2 separate regions of the Mus musculus genome follow, and region 1 is linked to region 2. The links are chromatin contacts, called in public Hi-C maps. All regions are on one chromosome and are shown on one strand. Each heading gives the region's core, a stretch centred on a gene start, on an enhancer-like site or on the middle of the called end of the contact. The rest is flanking DNA. Distances are from core to core; before and after follow the strand shown. Region 1 has its middle 9.3 kb from the start of Gm25064. Region 2 overlaps Gm39354 (a long non-coding RNA gene).

What was found. Hi-C and Micro-C count contacts between places; a contact is called where the count stands out from the background.
Region 1: a Hi-C map of uterus shows a contact between it and region 2, with 4 times the contacts expected there. The contact joins two enhancer-like sites. A contact is called at or near these places in 4 of 39 promoter capture datasets (the C10 cell line, the HPC-7 cell line, cranial neural crest and 1 more), 10 of 484 Hi-C or Micro-C datasets (CD4 T cells, bone marrow-derived macrophages, cerebellar granule neurons and 5 more), 4 of 115 datasets of contacts at active chromatin or transcription factors (bone marrow-derived dendritic cells, fibro-adipogenic progenitors, intestinal villus epithelium and 1 more) and 1 of 9 other capture datasets (embryonic stem cells).

The regions. Positions count from the first base shown.
Region 1 is chr9:63,120,325-63,127,664 of GRCm38.p6, forward strand. No RefSeq gene overlaps it. Among named protein-coding and RNA genes, the nearest start is that of Gm25064, 9.3 kb to the right of the region's middle. Within about 2 kb of position 3,912, at least 216 of the 459 cell types and tissues checked have an H3K27ac peak or open chromatin away from gene starts, as enhancers often do. A contact at or near this core is called in bone marrow-derived dendritic cells, bone marrow-derived macrophages, fibro-adipogenic progenitors and 2 more, where this site is marked.
Region 2 is chr9:63,030,276-63,036,946 of GRCm38.p6, forward strand. It overlaps Gm39354 (a long non-coding RNA gene), which reads left to right. Exons shown (of 3, transcript XR_870835.2): 2 at 3,197-3,252; 3 at 3,832-4,542. Among named protein-coding and RNA genes, the nearest start is that of Gm39354, 5.2 kb to the left of the region's middle. Within about 2 kb of position 1,331, at least 103 of the 459 cell types and tissues checked have an H3K27ac peak or open chromatin away from gene starts, as enhancers often do. A contact at or near this core is called in bone marrow-derived dendritic cells, bone marrow-derived macrophages, fibro-adipogenic progenitors and 2 more, where this site is marked.

The sequences.
Region 1 (7,340 bases), core at 2,662-5,161, 93 kb after region 2:
AGTGTTGTTACCCACTGAGCCATCTCGCCAGTCCTCCTCATTTTGTTCTAACACTTAGGGAGAATCCACATTTTCTGTATTATGTGTCACATTTGTCTCTGTGACCTTTGAGTCAGGATGCCTCTCCTAGTTCACTAAGATGCTTTCAAATCATAACTTTATCAGCTGCTGGTTCTTGTCATTTGAGGTAATCACACAACCTTCCAATGTGAAGGCAGTATGGAGTTCCTGAGATAAACCTGAGCAGCAAGTATGTTTTTCATTGCCTTGCTTGAATAGTTTCCGAATGGTATGCATTGGCTTCAGTAAAGATCTGGCTGCTCTTACCTTTCAGAACAACTTATGTAAACCAGGTAGCGCTGGCTTGGCAAGTGTGGTCCATCTATAGAAGTACACAGCCTTGTCACTACAATGAACTGTCCCACCCCCAGTATTTCTGATGGCTTATCACATGCTTTGAAAGAGTTGGTTGACGTTCATATATGCCTTAGGTGCTTGCATACTGAAGAAAAAGCTTGTCTCTCACCTTGCAGAATGCAAACTCCAAGTCTGAAGGTTATCAGCCTGAATGGACTCTTGCTATCAGAGGGACCAGCACTTGAGCACTACCTTCTAACTTATACTGACTATAAACCACACCTAAGCATACCTCTCTCCAGCAGCCTCAGAATATGGAATCTCCTCCTTAAAGCCAAAGTAAACGAGTGTCTGGTTCAGTTCTGTTGTTGTGATAAATACCTGACAAAAAGCAGCTTAGAGGGAATGGGCTTGCTTCAGCTCACAAGCCCAGGGTGCAGCCCCACGGAAACGATGCAGGAACTCGGGACATCTATTCACATCACATCCTCACAGCAGTGAAGGCACAATGAAGGTGCTTAGTGCACGGCACCTAACATCCTAAACCTAACATTTCTAAACATCCCGAGCCCAAAAAGGGGGCGGGGGGGAGGGGAAGGGGGAGGGGAGTCCTGGCTCCCCCTGACAGGCTGAATCCCCCCACTCACAGAAGGCAGTCAAACTCAATCCCCTGTTACAGCAATGGTGCTCAACCTTCCTAATGCTGTAATCCTTCGAAACAATTCCTCATTGTATGGTGACCCCCCCCAACCATAAAATTATTTTTATTGATACTTCACAACTGTAATTTTGCTACTGTAATGAATTATAATGTAAATATTTTTGGAGATAGAGGTTTGCCAAGGGGTTGTCACCCAAGGCTGAGAACCACCACTCTATAGACACGCCCATAGGCTAAGCTAATCTAGACAGTCCCTCACTGACTCCTTTCCTGTATAATTCTAGCTTGTGTCAAGCCAACAGTTAAAACCATCATACTCCTACCAGGTGTGGTGGGTGATGCGGTCATTTAATCCCAGCACTCTAGAGACAGGTGGGTCTCTGTGGCTTCCAGGCCAGCCGGAGTGGCAGAGTGAGACACCGTCTCAACAACAACAACAACAACAACAACAACACATACACACACACAAAGCGAGCACACAAAGACAGAGAAAGAAAGTTCTCTCTTGTACCTTGGGGCTGGAGAGATGTCTTGCTGGTTATGAGCACTGATCATGCTGAGGACCTAAGTCCAGTGCTCAGGACCCACATGATGTCTTGCAGTTGCCTATAACTCCAGTTCCAAAGGATCAGACACCCTCTCTTGGCCTGCACGGCTCCTGCGAGCAGGTAGTGCACAGAAACTCACGCAGACGCACATACACACATATACATACATATTAAAACATTTTAAATCTATCAAAACAAACAAGAACCTCATCACACTCCATAAATCCTTTCAGTCTCCTTTATTCTTACCACAGGACCCCTCTCTCCTAAAATGCACACTCTCGGAAGAGTCCCCCCTCAGTCCAGCGGCGTCCTCAGATCCCACCCCTCCCCAAGAGATCCCTTCTTTGTGTGCTGTGTGGAGGGCACTCTCTCACACTGCAGGTGGGAGGGGGAATTGACAAGATCTCTCTGGGAAGCAATTCTGTAACCTGACTCAAAAGCCTGAAAAATATTTGTGCCCTTTGTCCCAGTAATCCTACCTCTAAAAAAAAATCTGCCTAAGGAAATAATCAGAAATGCTGACAAGGGTAGATGTTTAAAGATGTTAATCTCGCTGTTATTTTAACAGCAAAAACTGGAAACAATTTAAAGGCTCCACAGCAGGGGTAACTTAAATAAATTGTACTAAAATGGAATGAAATATCGTGCAATCAGTAAAAATACCATTTTGGAAGAACGGTTGACTGGAAAGTTGCATAAGTGGCCAATCTGTACAGTTTGGGGCTGGGTTCTTGCCATATAAAATTAGCTAACACTTCTGGAATGTCTGCTATTGCATACATACGTTCACTGAGTCCTCAGGACATTCCTGTCCTGTTCATACCATTATCCTCATTTTGTAGAGAAAGAACAGCACCAACGTCTCTGAGGAGGCATCCAGGAACATTTTCTGTAGTTTTTATTCTTTCTTTTCTTTGTCTTTTTTTTGGGGGGGGGTGGGGTGGGGGTAAGGTTGAGACAGATTCTCTGTGTAGTCTTGGCTGTCCTGGAACTCATTCTGTAGACCAGGCTGGCTTCAAACTCACAGAGATCCACCTGCCAAGTGCTGGGATTAAAGGTGTGTGCTACCACTGCCCAGCTTCCAATTCTTTCTTAAAAACATTTTTTTTTAAATGTGAGTGGATGAGTGTTGTGCCCTTGAATCACGTGCATGCAGTTGCTTGGTGAGGCCAGAAAAGGATATAGGAACCCCTGGAGCTTAAATTTCGAGTTGCGAGTTGCCCGGTGGATGCTGGGAATCTAATTCAGGTCTTCTGCAAGAGCAGCCAGTTCTCTTAACTACAGAGCCACCTCTCCAGGTCCTGGTTCCCAATTCTTGAAGAAGGTGGGTTTTTTTTTTTTTGTTTGTTTGTTTCATTTGGGTTTGGGGAGATTTTTGTTAGTTTTCTGTCTTTTTGTCTGTTTGTTTGTTTGTTTGTTTGTTGTTTCTCTGTATAGCCCTGGCTGGCCTCAATCTCAGAGATCCACCTGCCTCTGCCTCCAGAGTGTTGGGATTATAGGCATGTGCCACCGTACTTGGCTTTTGTTTGGCTTTAAGTTTCTGTTATTTGAGGTTTTATTTGTGAGTGTGGTTTTTAGATTTTCATTTGTTCCTTTCCTGTTTTGTTATTTGTTTTGCATTTTTTTGTATCGTTTTTGCCAGCTGAAGTGAATGATTGCTTTCTGGTATTACAGATGTTAGTGTTGAAGAATTTGAACCACACACAGAAAATGAAACCTTTCCCCGAAAGGTTAATCCAATTGCCAGAGCTGGCTCTGAAGTCGAGCTCTCTGCTTTAAGTTTTTAAAATGTGTCTGGGGACAGAGGCACTTTCAAGCAAATGCCACCCTCCTCACAAGTAAATAAACTCCCCAGCTGTAGTTCTTTAAGAAAGCACACTTGGTGTGGGGCTGCTTGTCCAGAGGGGTCCCTTTCTCTTGCAGTGGCTGGTTGTTTGTTTTGTTGTCCTCCCCACTCCATAGTAGGAAACCTCCAATCCAGACGGTTCCAGCCCAAGAGCTGGGAGTTGGGCCGCGAAAACCCCAGTTTCAGTTCTGACACACCGTTCAGGCCGGCAAAGGCTAGCATCTTTCCTTCATGTTCCCTGGTCCCCATCTTTCTGCCGGCTGGTCCACTTATACGACGCTAGTGGTTCCGAAGCTCCTGCGCTCCCCCTACCCCCATTTCCCCTTGAATCGGGACCCTTCGAAGTCTGTTCCACCTAGATAGGCGAGGCCAGAGAAGGGGAGTTGTCACGACCGGCGCTAGCAGCAGAGACAGGAGGCTGGCCTCCGAAGGCTGTTCCCACCCACTCATGGGTCTCTGGAGAGCAGGGCTGGCGGTGTGCAGAGCAGCTGGAGGCTCCTGGAAGGCGTCGCACCCAGGGCGAGCTCGCTTGCAGGAGACCAATGCCAGCCACAACAGTGAGTGGCCTCCTGCGCGGAGCTGTCGCCCTCTAGTGGCAGCGTGAGAAAGGTACAGCTGTTCCCTGGGCCCCACCTCCCCTCGTCACTCTCTCAGACCAGAACTGGAACTTGCTAGAAAGGGAAGCCAGACACAAGTAAGTCAGGACTGGAACCTGGGACTCCAGGCAAATTCCCCATTCAACTGACATCTATAAGGACCTCTAGAAACTATAAGGAATAAGCGTCCCAGGCTTGAGATTTGACTCAGGCTATTGCAATAAGAACAGTTGTTAATGAGGAATGTTTAAAACAAAAGGGAAGAGGGCGGGAGTATTAGATAGATAGGCGGGTAAAGAGGTCACCAGAGAGCACCATAGGAAGGAAGGAAGGAAGTGAGGAGATGGCCTTTTCTCGGAACATGCATATCGTGTGGTCGATTCCTAGCTTTCTCCCGGAACCCAAATTTAGCAGTGAGAATGTTGTCAGCTCAGGCTGCATTTGCCAGCACTGTAAACAGCAACACGATATTGTCATTTGTGAGAGGAAGGAGGAGGCGCTGGGAAGATGGCTCAGGGGTTAAGAGCACTTACTGCTCTTCCAGATGAACTGGAGTTCAATTCCCAGAATCCAGCTCACCACTCCAGCCCCAAGAGATGGGTACTATGTGCCCGCCCGTCCGCGGGTGCACACTCACACACACACACACACACACACACACACACACACACACACACACCTACTTTTTAAAAAATGTTAAAGGAGAAGAAGAAAGGGATACTGGGTGGCCCCTACTATTAGGCAGAAGGGGGATTCCTAGGTCCAGACAACGGAAGTCAAGGCAGGAGCCAGACTGACATGCTGAGTCTAGGGCTGGGGCTGCACGAGGCATAGCTAGATTGCTGAAGGTGGAGACATAAAAGATTGTTCAGAGAGGGACGTCCCCTCGGATGCCCTCCCTCAGTCATTCAGCTGTTACATCTTTAATAATCTTCCCTACTGTTTTCCCACAACATGCCTGGTTATGGCACGGCCCTGTGACCAGTGACACAGCTTTCCCCTTCATCTCTGAAGACCCTCTTAAGAGATGTGCTTTCAAGCCCAGGCCACCCTGCTCTACCCAACTTCTGGCCTATGATCCTGCCAGTGAGGAGAGGTGAGCTTTCATGATCTCCTAACAAGGACTCCAAGTAGAACTGTTGTCTCTGGAAGTCCCAGAAGGGAGTTTGGGTGTGTAGCTCTGTCCATTATCAAAGCCCTGGGTTTGATATCTCGCAATGCATAAAACCCCAAGTAGTGCTGCACACCTGGACTCAGAGATGGAAGGAGGATCAGGTCATCTTCAGCTACACAGTGAGGTAGAGGTCAGCCCATGACACATGAAACTGTCACACACACACAAAAAAATATAAATGTGGGGGGTCGGCTGGACAGATGGCTTAGCGGTTAAGAGAACAAACTGCTTTTGCAGAAGACCTGAGTTCTGTTCTCAGCATCCATACAACACAGCTCACAACTGCCTGTAACTCCAGTTTCAGGGGGATCTAATGCTCTCTTATGGCCTCCTAGGGCATCTCACTTATACATGCATACCCCACCCCATAATTAAAAATTACAAATAAGCCAGGCGGTGGTAGTGCGCGCCTTTATTCCCAGAGGCAGGCAGATCTCTGAGTTCAAGGCCAACCTGATCTACAGAGTGAGTTCCAGGACAGCCAAAGCTACACAGAGAAATCTTGTCCTGAAAAACACAAAAACAAACAAAAAATTTAATCTATTTTTTAAAAAGTGTCAGGAGCTCCATCAAGGTGGATGAGGAGGCTAAATCTGGGGAGCCAGACTAGCGACAGCATTGTCCCCTGAGCACTTCTGCCTGCTCACACTTCTAGCTACAGCTGCACGAGGTGCTAGGTAAAGAGGAAGGTCTGGATGGCCAAGGAGCGGAGGCAGCCTGGCAGCCTGGCAGCCTGGCAGCGCCCCCTCTCCTCCTCTCACTGCACTGACTCTGGCCAGCAGAGCCCCTTGTTCAGGCTTGATTTTATCATTGACTTTTCCCATTAGTATTTAAAATAATGGGGTTCATCATGATGCTTCCATGCCTGTGTCATTGTACTCTGCTTACATTCACCCCAATGGTTACACTTTACTGTCTCCTAGTAGGATTTGGTGTCCCTCGGATGGATTCTAGTCTTGCCCTGGTCCTGTCCATGAACATTCCGAGTCTTCCCTTTAAGAAAAAGAATGCCCACTCTATGCCATTATATGTTGGAGGTATGTAGCTTGTTTTGAATAAGGAAGAGGGTTTTGGACCCCTTGGATCTGCAGTTTTGTATAACTGTGAACAACCATGAAGTTCTCTGCAAAAGAAGCACTTTTTAAATTTTTTTCTTTTCTTTTTTTCTCTTTTCTTTTCTTTTCCTTTTTTCTTTCTTTCTTTCTTTCTTTCTTTTTTTTTTTTTTTTTTTTTTTTTACTGTATAGCCCTGGCTGTCCTGGAACTCACTCTGTAGACCAGGCTGGCCTCGAACTCAGAAGCAGGAAGCACTCTTAACTGCTGAGCCATCTCTGACTATCAGGACTTTTTAAGTTGGATGTACTTTATACTGTAAGACAGTCATGAGTCCCCGGGCAGTGGTGGCACATGCCTTTAATTCCAGCACTTGGGAGGCAGAGGCAGGCAGATTTCTGAGTTCCAGGACAGCCTGGTCTACAGAGTGAGTTAAAGGACAGCCAGGGCTGCACAGAGAAACCCTGTCTCGAAAAAAGACAGTCATGAGCCTTTGGGTACATAGTAGAACCATCCCATAGTGTTTTAAATTGGCAGAAATACAATAAAGAAAAATATCAACGCACACTTATGTCCTTTTTAGTCTTTTCTCCATGAATGTGGAACACAGTTCTAACCTTATTACATGCACAGATTTGTGTTCCATTGTCCAGTAGATCAGACTGTGACACAGGACAAATGGTTCAAACAAGAATGAGAGAATAGTCTCAAATGGATCAAAAATGTGTGGGGTTCAAACAAGAATGAGAGAATAGTCTCACATGGATCAAAAATGTGTGGGGCTGGGAGGTGGGGGGTGGGGAGTGGGGGGTGGCTCAGTCAATAAAGTTACTGTCACGCAAGAACCCAAATAAAAAGCTGGAAATGTGTCTCCATCATGGACATCAGTGGGAGGAGCGGCCCTTGGGCCTGAAGGCATTCGATGCCCCAGTGTAGGGGAATGCCAGGGTGGGAAGACAGGCGTGGGTGGGTGGGTGGGTGGGTGGGGGAGCATTCTCATAGAGGCAGTGGGGAGGGAATAGTGGGCTTCTGAAGGGGAGACCTGGAAAGGGGAAAACATTTGAAATGAAAATAAAGAAAATATCCACTAAAGCAAACAAACA
Region 2 (6,671 bases), core at 81-2,580:
CTGAGGGCAGCTGTTCTCATCCAGCTGTGTCCTATGTCCCACACTAGGCAGTTGTATGCAGTTCATTTGTCTCTTCCTGGACTAGCTGGGCTCTATCTAAAGTATAACAAAGGCGTGAGAATGCCACAGAGCTTTTCTCACTTCCAACCGAGTACAGGGGCTCCCCCTTTTCCGTGGACCTGTGTTTATGTTTTTAGTACAGTCAGTCATAGCTAGAAAGTAATCAATGGACAATTCATGTGATAAGCAATTCATAAATTAGAAATAGCTGTTATTATAGTCTACCATTTCATCATTCTAATTTATCATTAGTTATTATTTCCAATTTCTTACCGTTACTTTTATTTAATGTATAATTAAACTTTATCTTAATTGTATATGCACAGGAAAAATAGGATACAGTGTGTAAGTCCAGAGTTATGGGGGATCCCAGGCACCTGCTCGGTGCCCCGATGATGGGGCATCGTGTAAACTTCCCTGTAAGTTGCCTTAAGTTACTTAGAGCTTCTAGAGCGCCAAAAGATGATTACACCAAGTCTTGGACTCATCCTAGGCTCAGAGAAGGTTAGGCTACCATTCGTTCTGAGCTGCAGGAACCTTCATCTGTGGACTTCTGACTGTTGGTCCTCTGGGAGAGGTGAGATAATGTGGTGGCTGCCTTCTCCAAGGGTCTGAGGCCGGACCAGAACACCTGCTCCGCAGGCCAGGTGAGCTTCATCTTAGGGCGCAAATCAGTCCAGCCAGCCCTTACAGGCAGTGCCCCAGGAGGATGGAAGATGTTTTTTTGGGGGAAAGTGCTCCTAGTAATATTTTTGCATTTATGGGGAGCTATTTTTCTGAGCATTTTACAGTCCATTGAGCTGAGTCATCGACCTCCTGTGGGTAATTGCCCTGTTTATAACCAACAGCTCCTTTTGAGGATTAGGAAGCCTGAGGCCCAGCCCACTCCTCAGCGGCTTCCCCTGTGGGATCACAGTCCTCCAGTGCGAAGGGGGCCCTCCAGCACCCCATGCTCTTCCCTGATACTTTCTGAAACCACCTGGATCCACCTCAGAGACACTTTGAGAGCAAGCTCATTTCCTTAGGCCGGAGCAGCAGCTGTTCACTTTTCCACCCATCCTGTCCCTCTCTGCAGCATCTTTGGAGCCAAAACTAGACGCTCGGCTCGGGAGGAGGGGGCAGGGGCGGGGGCTCTGTGCAGCACTGAAAAGCATTTAAAGCTTGCGTATGAAATGCGATTTTTCTCAAAGAGTTTGAGGGTGTGGACCAAGAAGTGAAACCCTCCCCAGGGTTCTCCATTGCACAACTCAGTCCTACTTGGGGCCCTGCCAGTTCCTCACTCTGTGTCCCAGCTCCCTGCTCCTTTGTGAAGCTTCCTCTTTATACGTTGTGCTACCAATCTGCCTTGCAAACCTCTCTACTCTCAAGATGGCCCGAGTTTTCAAAGGCGGGGTTTGATCTCACCTGGAACTGTCTTGTCTCATACTCTGCAATCATTCTTATTTGTTTACATTGTTAACTCCTTCTTCTCCGACTTTCTCCACACACACCCCACTTTATGGTCACGTGTAGCCCAGGCTGGCCATGAACTGAACTCAGTATGTAGCCAAGGTTAACTGAATCTCCTCGATTCTACCATTTCTCAAGTGTTTGGATTACAGACCTGACTACTACACTCACCATTTAAAAAAATTATTTATTTTTATTATTTTTATATTTTATATGTGTGTTTGTCTGAATGTGGTAGCTACATGCATGTGAGTACGGGTGTCAAGAAGGCCAGAATTAAGTCCTCTGGAACCAGCAGTTGTGAGCCACTTAACAGGGTGCTGGAATTGAATGCCAATCTTCTCCAAAAGCAGTACCCACTCCTAACTGATGAGCCATCTCTCTCTCTCTCTCTCTCTCTCTCTTTTTAAGCTCTGGCTGTCCTAGAACTCACTTTGTAGACCAGGCAGGCTTTGAACTCAGAAATCCACCTGCCTCTGCCTCCCAAGTGCTGGGATTAAAGGCATGCGCCACCACGCCCGGCTGAGCCATCTCTTTTGATTTTCTTCCCTGCCTGGAAGTCTTCCTACTGTGTCACCATGACAGGTTGAAGCCGGAGGAGAGTATTGGATCCTCTGGAACTAGAGTCGCAGATGGTTATGAGCTGCCATGTGGGTGCTGGGGCACTGAACCCAGGTCCTCTGGAAGAGCAGCTGGTGCTCTTAAACACTGAGCCATCCATCTCTCCAGCCACAGCAATACCATTCTTGAAGTTAGAATTGTTTATTTGGAATGATGTCCAGAGAGCAGGTGAGACGACCAGATGGGACGTGTAGCTGTGTCCCACATTAACCTATGAATATTTAGGTATGCTTCCCTTTACCTGAAGCACTGAGAAGTGAGTTAGGAAATGCTCTACTGCTAAGATACATCCCCAGCCCTTAGGTGGCTCTTCATTTTTATGATTAACCAGCAGAGTGTGTGTGTGTGTGTGTGTGTGTGTGTGTGTGTGTGTTTATACATGTGTGTATGGGTATACTGTGTCTGTGTATTATGTGTGCATGTGTATATATTATATATGTATATCTTGTGTGAGTATGTGTGTATTGTGTGTATCTGAATATGTGTGTGTGTGTGTGTTGTATGTATATGTACATGAGTGTGTATGAGTATGTATTGTGTGTATATGGGTATGCACAATTGTCAGATCCAGAGCCTCTCAATGCTAGGCAACTCCTCTACCACTGAGCCTAGCCCCCATCTCTAGTAGATAATGTTTAAGTCAGACACACACATACCTATCCAATTGGCCAAATTTCTAGTTTAAAGCCTTAAAACCAAATAAAGCTTGCAAACACCTCCCATTTGGCCAATGCTGGTTTTAAAACGGGAGTTTGAACTCCTTTAGGCTCGTTCTCAATTAGCCACAGTCCCCACTACTCCCTGTTGCTGTACACTCAGGCTGAGTCATTCATTTATGTTATTAGGATTGCTCCAGTAAGCATCTATGTTTGCATCAACTCTGACAAGTCCCCATGGAAGAAGAAAAGCTTTTTCTAATTGTCCTCGCCTCAGTACTGTGTGTTATCAGCTGCTTTGGGCTTGAGATCTGTTCCTCCTTCCTCCTTCTGCCTTGAAAGATGCATTGCTTTACTTATTATTTTTATGTGTATGCCTGCATGAGTTTATGTGTACCATGTGCACGCAGGAGCCCAGAGAAGCAAGAAGAAGAAGGTGCTGCATCCCCTAGAACTGGAGTCATAGGTGGGTGTGAACTGTCACACAGGTGCTAAGAACTCCACTTGGGTCCTCTATAAAAGGAGTTGGTGCTCCTAACCACTGAGGCAGCTGTCAGACCCCTTCTGTTTTTAGAACATTCTCCCTCCGTCCTGTTGGGATTCTTGTTTTCCTTACTCAGTTGCCCAGGCCTTAAATGTTACTCTCCTAATTGTACAAATGCACAGTCATCATTTTGAAACTGAGGCTCTGGATGTGGCTTAGCTGGTAGAGTGCTCGCCTAGCATTCTTGAAGCCTTGGCTTTCATCCCCAGCACCACCTAAACCTGATGTGGTGGCTCACATCTATGATCCTAGCGTTCAGGAGTAGAGAGAAAGAGCAGGAGTTCAAGGTCATCTCTGATGATACAAGCAAGTGCAAGACCAGCCTTGGACACAAAGGAGCCTATCTCGAACAAACTCTGAAGCCAGCTCTTGGGTTGAGAAAATGTGGGTGACACTGTGTCCCATGATAGAGCTAGACAGTGAGCGGACTCAGCTTTGGACAGACCTGACATTGTCTTTTCAGAGAAATAAAAAAAGGCTAATCTGAAATTTCTTCACTAGGATTTGGGTGATGCCCAAAATTGAGGGCCTTGGAGGATCCAGGTCAAGTTAACCTGAGGTTGGGCGCATGGTGTCCCCCATATTCCTTTCCACGACCTGGAAGATCACATCGCTCCTTCCAGGTAAGCCATTTCTACACAGGCAGGGACCCATGACCCGTGACTCTGAGCAGCCAGTACAGTTCTTATGGGAAGTTAGTCATCACCAAGGAGCAGGCCTCCTACCACAGGTGTGGTGGGAAATAAGTGGGAAGAATAACCAAAGACCTGGATTCTGGTTTCAATCCTGACGTTAACTCAGCTATCTGGGGCTTGGGGGGGCCCACGGTGGGAGCACCTGAACTACAAAGAAGCAATAGTCACATCCTAGTCTGGGTTCAGACTGGGCTCTACACAACCGTGTCCTGCCCTCCTGTGAATAAAACATGGAGGAGCTTCAAGCCCTGTAAGCTGTCCCTTCTGTACCAGTGGAACCATAAACAGGACTGCAGCCAGTGTGACTGTCACACTTCTGATGGTGTAGGGACATGTGCTGAAACAGTGAGGTGAGTATGGCCTGGTCACCTGCAGAAGTAAGGAGCTTCTTGGAAAAGGAGTTGATGGCCTTCATTATAAAGTGTTCCACAGACGCTGTTCCTCGTGTGTGTGTGTGTGTGTGTGTGTGTGTGTGTGTGTGTGTGTGTACATGTATGTGTTTGTGTGTGTACACATATGTGTTCATGTATGTATATGTATATGCATGTATGTGTGCACTTGTGTGTAAGCATGCATATGTGCATGTACCTGCAGAGACCACAGATCATCCCTGAATGCTGCTGCCCAGATGCTATCCCTGGTTGGTTGTTTTTTTTTTTTTTCTGACAGGGTCCCTTTCTGGCCTGGAACTCACCAAGCAGACTATCCAGTGGCAGTAACAGTGACTCCCATGGATTTATCTGTCTCTGCCTCTTCAGTGCTGGAATTGCAATTACCTGCCACCATAGTTGGCCTTTTAAAAAACATGGGTTCTAGAAGTTGAACTCGGGTCCTTGTGTTGCAAGGCAAGCTTGCCTTCTCCCCAGCACAACTACTATCAATAGTAACAGCAGGAAGAGGTGCCCAGCAGTGGTTGTTTGGGACAGGGTCTTCACATGGCAGGAGGTTTGGGAGAGCAGTTCGTCACAGGGAATCCAACACTGACCCTTGTACCCTGACCCCCGATCTCCCCATTATGACCCAGTTTAGGCTAGCCTTTTAAAAGCTCCTAGAAATATTTCATCACTATAATTACAGGCAAGACTCCCTATGTCATAAGAGCTGGTGGAAAGGACAATTAACCAAGGCACATAATTGAAGGGTATATAAAAATATCCGGTAGTGGATGGAGGCCTTCCTGTTGGACACTCTCCCCAGAACCCAAGGGCAGAGATAGGAATGCACAGCTCTTAGGCAGGAGGATGATGAACACTTTATTATAAAACAGGAGTGAGGTGTCTGTGGGTAAGGGAGGCTTCCGGTGCCTCCTGTGTGGACTGAGTCACTCCCTCCCTCTCTCTCCTACTCAGGAGGTTCTCCATGCTGTGGCCCCATTTGAAGAGTCTGCTAATCATGAGATAGGAGGGAACATTTGGAATAGAGACAGTGTGACTCCTGTCACTGAGCAGAACAATGAAGAGTTCAAAAATAGTAGTATCTGCTAGTGGAAAGCCAATAAACATATAATTTTCAGGTAATTACTAGCATATAATTAGCTCTCTGCTTTTTCATATGCTCTGGCAGAAACGGAATTGGAGAGCCACAGGGACATAGCTGAGTTCAGTACATCCCAGAGCAGAAAGGAAGTTCGGTGGGTGTTGTCGTTATTGTAGTTGTCCTCCTCCTCCTCCTCCTCCTCCTCCTCTTCCTCCTCCTCCTCCTCCTCCTCCTCCTCCTTCTTCTTCTTCTCTTCCTCCTCCTCCTTCTCCTCCTCCTCTTCCTCCTCTTCCTCCTTCTCCTCCTCCTCCTTTTCCTCCTTCTTCTTCTCCTCCTCCTCTTCTTGTTCCTCTTCCTCCTCCTTCTTCTTCTATTCCTCCTCTTTCTCCTTCTCCCTCTTCTTCCTTTCCCAGGCAGAAATTGAGGGTCAGAGTGCCCCAAAGCTGGAGGAGCCCATGTCCATGACCCTCCAACTGGTAAGTATGGCTGTAAGGTTATTGGAACCAATTCAAGACCTACAGAATGAGCATCTGGACTTCCCTCCAGCCCTTTAGTCCTCCACGCGTCTGCTCCTCTTGCCTTCAGTACCCTTGTATAAGATAATAGACCTCAACTCAGTGGTGCTCCTTAGTACATCCAGGGGGGCAGGAAGTGCAGAGTGGGGAGATCTCAGGTGTCACTGCGAAGATGAGTGGTAAAGCTCAAGTCTACTAGGCAAAATCTCATCCCATGGTGTCAGGCTCTTGTTATCATACTGGGATCCATAATCAGGCAAACTTTATAGGAAAAGAATCTTGCAGTTTTGGAGGCTGAGAGTACAAATGGTGTGCTGTGGGCTCTGAGCCTGGGGTCGATGGCCCATGGTGGGGCAGGAGCAGAGGGATGATTATGTATTGAGCCAGGAAGCAGAGAGGGAGAGGGAGGCATAGTCATTTCCAAATAACCCTTTCCAATGGTGGACAGCGGAGGGCAGAAGACAGATCATGGACCATGAACAGAAGAAGAAAGAATACATCTTGAGCTAAGAAGCAGAGGGGGAGGCAGTGGTCTTGTTCATTTTTCTGACACCCTTCTCCCCAAAACTACCAAAGAGTCCCACAAGACTTGCCTCACAGTGTTGCCCAAAGGGCCTTCTGCTAGGGACCATCTCTTGAAGGTCCTAACGCTTCC